2 separate regions of the Mus musculus genome follow, and region 1 is linked to region 2. The links are chromatin contacts, called in public HiChIP or PLAC-seq maps. All regions are on one chromosome and are shown on one strand. Each heading gives the region's core, a stretch centred on a gene start, on an enhancer-like site or on the middle of the called end of the contact. The rest is flanking DNA. Distances are from core to core; before and after follow the strand shown.

Region 1 (3,873 bases), core at 1,284-3,783, 250 kb after region 2:
CTGCCAATAGAAATTCCACTTAGAGTTTAAAGAACTGCTACCAACAGTAATCGCCTGACTGCTTTTTACTAGTCTCCCCAGACATCAAGCTAGATCATGTTGAAAATTAGACAGAATAATGGAATTAAGACATGATTAATTTCAGGCGAAGTCTCCCATTTTTCAGATGCAGGTAGTTTCTGCTGTTGTTCTTGTCCTTTGCCCCTTTGATTTTGGCCAGTTTTTATGGATGCTAATAAGAGCTTAGAATCTCAACCAGACAAATATATGGAGTCAGTCATCGTACATCAAAGTATCCGAGGAGGAGGCAGAATGCCACTTAATTATTAGCTTGCCGCCGCAGCACAGTGATGCGTTAAATAAGATGAAAGAAAACAGAACTTCCTTGGTAATTTATTTTCTTGACTTGCAACACGCTGTGAAGATAATATCAAAGGAAGCCATCTTGCCTTTGTTCTCTTTGTCTCCATTTCTAAACTTCTGGGCAAAGCTTTCAGACAATTCCTTTGTTGGCTGGCAGGGCCAGGCTTGCTTAGGGGAAATGCTGGGTGATTTATTTATTTATTTATTTATTTATTTATTTATTTATTTCTATGTGTGGCAAGGAGATTGGGTGATAATCAGACTGTGGTTGTAAGCCTTCTCAGACACGTCACACCCTCACAGAGATCGTTAACAAATACAGTCCATTTGGAAGTTTATTTTAGCATTTAGAAATCATTTGAACCATATTACTTTTGGCCTTAGCTCCTATTTCCCAACATATATGCACTGAGATTCCCCATAGGGGAGCAGTGAGGAGGTTCTGAAGCAAATACAAAATCAGTGTAAACTGTTTCTGTGTGAGGGCAGCGCTACTACGCTGTAACACTTGATAGCACAGGATGCTTCCACCCACACTCACAATCCATGGCCAGCCTGCTCACTCTGCTGGGCCTACACCAGCTCTTTTCAGTATTGAGTTCTACCACAGTGGAGAGTCCCGTGACTATCAAGATCACAGACTGAAATGTCTGTGAGGGTGGCACAGGAAGGACTTTTATACGGATGACCCTTCTAGGTACCCGTGCCCAGCATGCCAAGGCAGCCCTTGCTTCCCCCCAGTTGGGAAGCCATGCTCAAATGCTAATGTATGTTTGTCAAGTCTTGTAATTCCCCAAAGAAACTGGCAACTGAGAGTTTGTTTTTGTTTTTAAATAAACTCTCTAAGTCTTTAAGTGGTGGATTAAATATTTTTAAAACATGAGTAGACAAAATTGAAAATTTGGACCAGAGGGGTGTGTGTGTGTGTGTGTGTGTGTGTGTGTGTGTGTGTGTGTGCATGTGGAGGTCATTCAACAGGGCATTGTCTGGTGTAAAATGTCTAGCACTTTTTAGTCAACAGCTATTCTATTCTTTGACAGAGCAAACTTTAGTGACTACTTAAAAATCATACTGTGTCGGGATGGGGGAGATGATTCAGTGGGTAAAGTGCTTCGTATTCAAGCACGAGGACATGAATTTGGACTACCAGCCTCTGTGCAAAAGCTGGATGCCGTCGTGAGCATCTATGCCCCTAGCGCTTCGGATGCAGAGAAAGAGAGACCCTAGGGGCACACTGGCCAGCCAGCTAACTAAAACAAGGAGCTCCAAGTTTAGTGAGAGACATTGTCTTGGAAAAACACGAGATGGAGAGAGCTGGAGGAAGTCCCCTCACCTCAGCCTCTCACCCCTCATCTCAGCCTCTGACATATCCCCCAGGAATGGAAACCCTGACAACACTGTAAAGTGAGCACTCTTCAGTCCCCTTCTATGGATTAAATAAATAAAATCTAAAGGCAACCAAAGTTAACAAACTCGCCTTTGAGTTGGCTTCTTGGGGGGTGAGAACTGAGTGTCTAGGTCACCTCTCAACCGTGCATTTCAAACAAACAAGAATGGAAAAGGCCAAGATCCAAAAGAAGAATTTCAGGCTCCTGGATGCATTTTAGTTCCATTTCCAAACATAAACCCTCCTAGCACCTTTTTGAGACAGTGCTTGCCTTCAGACAAGTGGGGTGTGTGTGTGTGTGTGTGTGTGTGTGTGTGTGTGTGTGTGTGTGAGAGAGAGAGAGAGAGAGAGAGAGAGAGAGAGAGAGAGAGACATGGAGATGTGTCATGAACCTGAACCTGCCATGCACTGAACCACAAACAGGTATCCCTGAGCAGAAAAAATAAACACATTCTCTGTGTCCCCAGAAAAGGCTAATTTAGGAAGCAGTGTGGGAACACTTGTACTTATTTGCAACACACAGTTTATTTTTAGGGGATTAAAATGTTTGCACATCAAAGCCCAAACTGCTCTCTTTTACAGTTCTGTAACTAACTTCACTTGGCCCTAGTGGGATATATTCTGGAAGACAGGGAGAGTAACAGGGATTAGGGCATTTAGCTCTATTTGAACCAAACTAAGGCAAATCTATTGTTCACAAACAGTAGGATTACTGCTCTGGGTGAGGAAAGACTACTGCAGAGCAAACACTTCTATTATCAGAAATTCCAGGTGCACTTGAAACTTGGATGAGTCTCCCCATCTGTCATTGACTCCTGCACACAGAACAGGCAACACACTTGAGGTCAGTGTTGGAGATCAAATCCAGGGCCTCGTGCATGCTAGGCAAGTTACTCCTCCAGTCTTTGTTTTTCAGGGTTTCTTAGTGATTCAATGTACAGCCAGTTTTGAAAACCACTGTCTTGGAACAGAGACACTTTGGGTGGGCACGCTGCTATACGGCTGAAGGCTGCTCTTTCCAATTTCCGCTGTAGCTGGGTTTGGCTGTGTGTCTGAGTTTTAGTCTGGACTCTGAACAGAAGTAATAAATGCAGTTGTTAGGCAACTGCCTTAAAGAGAGCAAGGCATACCCCATCCTCTCACATTTTTCTATCTTCAGGTTGGCTGGAATGTGGACACAATAGTGTAATAGAAATGACCATTTAGACCAAGATGGAAGCTAAATCCTGAGACTGACAGAGCTACAGAGAGAAGTTCAAACACTATCACGATGTACTGTGAGGTGCCACAGGCCCAAACCAACACGGGCAAGTGATCGTCAATTGAAACTCCTGAAACTGTGAACCAAAATAATGTTTTCTCTATTAATTTACCACAAGTATTTTATCACAGCAAGGGAAAGCAGACAGGTGGGGCTTGGTGGTGCATGCCTCGAATTCTGGCACCCAAGAGGTTGAGGCAGGGGCATTGAAAGTTTGTCAGCTGTAATACAGTCTGGTCTACATAACAAGCCTCTATCTCAAAAAACATGCACATATCCCTGCTCCCAAAAGGCGGGAGGGGAGCAGGAAGCTGTCCGGCTCAGACTCTGCATTCTTTAATCAACCTGAGGGTTACAACAAGGAGATGTCTTGATTTTTTTTTACTTCAGATTCCATATTGTATAATCATTTTACAACATGCATAACTACTTCTATAATTGAAAATTTGTATCTGTCTACATGTATGTATCTGTTTATACAGAGATAGATACAGAGGCTGGATAAAGACAGACAATAAAGGATAGGTCAAGGACTTCAGAATTCAATTACCTGGGACTGCAGAATAATTCAAATATGTATTCCTTTGTGTAATCAAACCCCACAAATCTTAACTATATCTAATTCTGTGGAAGAAAGAATGGTGATCAAAAAAAAAGAGAAAGAATGACATTATAACTTCTGAGTAAGCAAGCTAGTCTGAGCAAAACAGTATCATCAATTTATTTATTTATTCAAATGTTTCTGTTACAATTTTATTTATCACAGAATATGTATGTGTGGACATGTGTGGATTCAGATCTCTCCTACATGGATTATGGGGGGTTGAATTCAGGTCACAGCAAGTGCTGTTACCCACTGAGC
Region 2 (3,812 bases), core at 426-2,925:
TAAGTGTGATGGCAGGTTATGTAGTTTTGGAGAAACAGTTGGTGTACTCTTCTCCAGGGAAGATTAGGGTTGAGGCCTCCTGGGCTTTTATGAGAGGGCTTGGAGGGAGGAAAGAGAAAGGAGAAATATTATCTCACAAAAATAAAAAGTAATTTAAAAAATACCCAGAGGGTTTTGAACCTACCGCTGGCTCCTCTTAAAAAGAGGGGTCAGCCGGGCGTGGTGGTGCACACCTTTAATCCCAGCACTTGGGAGGCAGAGGCAGACGAATTTCTGAGTTCGAGGACAGTCAGGGCTACACAGAAAAACCCTGTCTCGAAAAACCAAAAAAAAAAAAAAAAAAAAGAGGCATCATTTCCTCCCCTATCCAAACTATAAAAAGCAAAGCTGTATATCAAAAAAGAAAAGTGACCAAAGCAACCCTGTTGCAACCTAAATGATATAGGCTAGGTGTCCAGATCCGGTTTGTTTTTCTCTGTTCATACGCAGGAACTCTGAAGCCCACAAAGGGCAGCAGAGCAATCTCATGCCACAGACAGACCCGGCAGTTGAAGAAAAGTGTTTACTGGGGGTGAGGAAACACATGAGGCAGAGGCTCAGAGAAAAAGACCCCCCAAAACCAGAGCAGGAACTCCGGAAGCAGGAAAGCCGGGTCTCAGGAGGGTGGGGGGTGTTTAAACCCCCCTGAAGAGTCTTCCTCCCCTTGAGGGTTGGTCCACAACAGTTCTTGTCATGATCCAGCCTTGAACTTGGGCCAGTCCATCTATGATCGTCCCAACTACCTCACTAAAGTTAGCCTCTCCTAGTTGAGATATATCACTATGTGTCCAGCATATTTCCACTTGGTCAGTGCCCTTCAGTAAAGGAGCTCCTCTGCTGGAATAGTTCATCTGAAGCGATTCTGTGAGTGATTTTCTGACGCAGGGGGATGACTGTGGCCCTCTGCTGGAATAGTTCATCTGAAGCGATTCTGTAGCCGAGCCCAACACAAGGATTCAGGATGCATTGTATGAAGAGCAGTCAGTGTTCTTAACATCCCCCCGCTGACACAGGGGGATGATGCTGATTGAGTGTGGGGCAGGGGGATGTGGCTGTGTGACTGTGTGAGGCAGGGGGATGACTGTGGCCCTCTGCTGGAATAGTTCATCTGAAGCGATTCTGTAGCCGAGCCCAACACAAGGATTCAGGATGCATTGTATGAAGAGCAGTCAGTGTTCTTAACCGCTGAGCCTTCTTGCTTTGCCCTCGATGTCCTGAGATCAGCCGCCTCCCATCGCCCGTGTCGCCCCCGCCGGTGAGTAGCAAAGCCTTGAGAAATCCCCAAGGGGGCGGTGAAGCGCTGCGGTGCGTCTGGTCTGACAGGTCGCGCGATCCTGCATCGTCTGCCCTGTGGCGTCCACTGCAGGACGTTAGGAACGTCTGAGCCGTCGAGCCCCCGACCCACGGTGTGCCCTGCAGCCGGCGAGGGGCTTCTCCATCCCGGCCGCCACAGGTGAGCATCGTGGTGAGCGGGGTGACTCGATGAGCACAGACACCGACGGGACGTTTTCCACGTTTCCGTCCGGCTCTGAGGGCTCTGAGGGCGTGCAGAGCTCAGGGCGGCCACCGGCTCAGGCTCATCCAGCGAGCGACCCGCATCCCGGCGTCCGCGGGGACCCGGAGGACTCGGCCGCTCTGGCCGGCGGCGCGCGCGTCTCTATGGTGCGGCCGAGGGGCGGGGCGCCGTCGTCCGCCCGCCTACCGCGAGGCGCGCCGGGTGGAGCCGAGCCGCGGCTCGCCGGGCGGGGAGGGACGGCCGGACCGCGCTGCGTCCAGAGGGAGCCGGAGCCGGGCGAGGCGGAGGATCGAGTCCCGGGCCGGGGCTGCGGGCTCAGGGTGGACTCGAAACCTCTCAGAGCCTCACCCCTCCCTCCCTCCCTCCCTCCCTCCCTCCCTCCCTCCCTCCCTCCCTCCCCTGCCCTCCCTCTCTCGCCCTCCGACCCCGTCGACGCCGCTCTTCTCGGCTCTGCGCTTTTTCCAACCCGAAGCGAAGCGGGGAGCCGGTGGGCGGGTGGAGAGCTGAGGCCTCCTGTGCAGTTTAACAGTCGACATCGTAGAAATCCATTCTTTTTAATCTAAAACTTACTCGATCCCACGGACCTCAGAACAGCACGCGTGGAGGAGTCGGCTCAGAACAGAAACACGTGGAAACGCTTCACTGTCCATTGTATCTGTCGCCGTCACGGGCGCTCTTTCACACGCGGAGAGAGACCGGATGGCCTCAGAGTCACGCTGACGTGAAAAGAGGTTTGCGTCTGCTCCTTGTATTGATTATCAGCACCAGATCCGACATCTGCGTTTGATAGTTTGGCTCCCGACTTAAACGCGTTGACTGACACGGCAACCATAGTGTGAGGACCGGTTTGTAAAGCCGGATGAAGGCAGTTTGGGTCAGGGGGTGTTTTTGTGTGTTGTGATAATGTTGCTTGATGGTTCACTTTTTGAGACATGGTCTCTTTGTGCTCTTCCTGTTGATCTGGGAATGTTATCGGAGCTCGTGATTGTTCCCTGAGTGCTGGGACAACAGACCTGAATCCAGCACTCTGTACTCCCAAATGCCACACACACACACACACACACACACACACACACACATACACACACACACACACACATACACACACACACACACACACACACACACACACACATACACACACACACACATACACACACACACACACACACATACACACACACACACACACATACACACACACACACATACACACACACACACACACACACACACATACACACACACACACACACTCACACACACACACACACACACACACACACACACACACCGTGCAAACAACCACTGAACTGCCGAGGAGCCATTAGGTTCTGTTTAAAACGTTTCTAAGTGAAAGTGTCAGACATCCAGAAAAGTAGAGATCAGCGTGAAGACCTGTGGGCTGTTTGTCCACACGAGGGACCGGCTGCTCGTGCAGGGACCCGGGTTTAGTTCCGAGCACCCACATGGCAGCTCACAAGACTGTGACTCCTGTCCCGTCCTCTCTTCTGACCTCTACAAGCACCACAAGATGCAGGCAAACATCCAAAAACACAATAAAAATGTTAAAGCTCAGATGTGGCACAGCACTGAAGCGTTTGACAAGTGGACCGATTATTGATTTCAGTAGGCTGTGGCAGATTAGAACTCAGCTCAGAATCATGCTTGCTTATTTAAAAAAAAAAGATTTACTTATTCTATGTATATGAGTGCTCTATTTGTGTGTGTACTTGCCGGCCAGAAGAGGGCACCGGATCCCATTACCGATGGTTGTGAGCCGCCATGTGGTTGCTGGGCCTTGAAGTCAGGTCCTCTGGAAGAGCAGGCTGTGTCTTAACTGCTGCGGCATCTCTCCAGACCCCTTCCCTTCTCACATAAGCTTAAGGTTTGGAGTTTGCTGTTCTGGGCAATAGAAAGTGGGTTGTTTGTTGGGGAGCTAGAAGAGTAGCTCTGAGAAGCAAAGTGTGATCTACAGAACTAGGCCATGCTTGAAAACCTCGGACACTGCAGCCAAGGATTTAATGTCTTCGTTCTTAGCTTTTTGTCTTTGTATTTTCTTGAGATACTTTTAAAGACAGGGTCTCTCTAGGTAGACCCAGAACACCGTGCAGACCCGTCCCTGCAGAATGCCCAGATTAAAGACTTCTCTCGGGCTTTCTTGTCCCCGGCTCTTTTGTGTCTTGAAGCCTGTGGCCTCCAAGGGAAGGTGGACCAGTCCACCTCAGGTTTACTTAGGAAAAGGAGGCTGGCAGGC

What was found. HiChIP or PLAC-seq counts read pairs in DNA pulled down with a chosen protein or histone mark.
Region 1: a contact with region 2 is called in an H3K4me3 HiChIP or PLAC-seq map of the SCID.adh cell line, with 14 read pairs. The contact joins the enhancer-like site here to the promoter of 3110070M22Rik in region 2. A contact is called at or near these places in 5 of 39 promoter capture datasets (the C10 cell line, the HPC-7 cell line and embryonic stem cells), 1 of 484 Hi-C or Micro-C datasets (pancreatic cancer cells), 9 of 115 datasets of contacts at active chromatin or transcription factors (the SCID.adh cell line, embryonic stem cells, epiblast stem cells and 2 more) and 2 of 9 other capture datasets (embryonic tail and pancreatic islet).

The regions. Positions count from the first base shown.
Region 1 is chr13:119,731,223-119,735,095 of GRCm38.p6, forward strand. All of the region lies in intron 1 of Nim1k (NIM1 serine/threonine protein kinase), which reads right to left. Among named protein-coding and RNA genes, the nearest start is that of Gm52026, 8.6 kb to the right of the region's middle. Within about 2 kb of position 2,534, at least 4 of the 459 cell types and tissues checked have an H3K27ac peak or open chromatin away from gene starts, as enhancers often do. A contact at or near this core is called in the SCID.adh cell line, where this site is marked.
Region 2 is chr13:119,486,709-119,490,520 of GRCm38.p6, forward strand. It overlaps 3110070M22Rik (RIKEN cDNA 3110070M22 gene), which reads right to left and starts at 1,676. Exons shown (of 1, transcript NR_027974.1): 1 at 549-1,676. Tmem267 (transmembrane protein 267) reads left to right here and starts at 1,765. Exons shown (of 3, transcript NM_001177666.2): 1 at 1,765-2,286.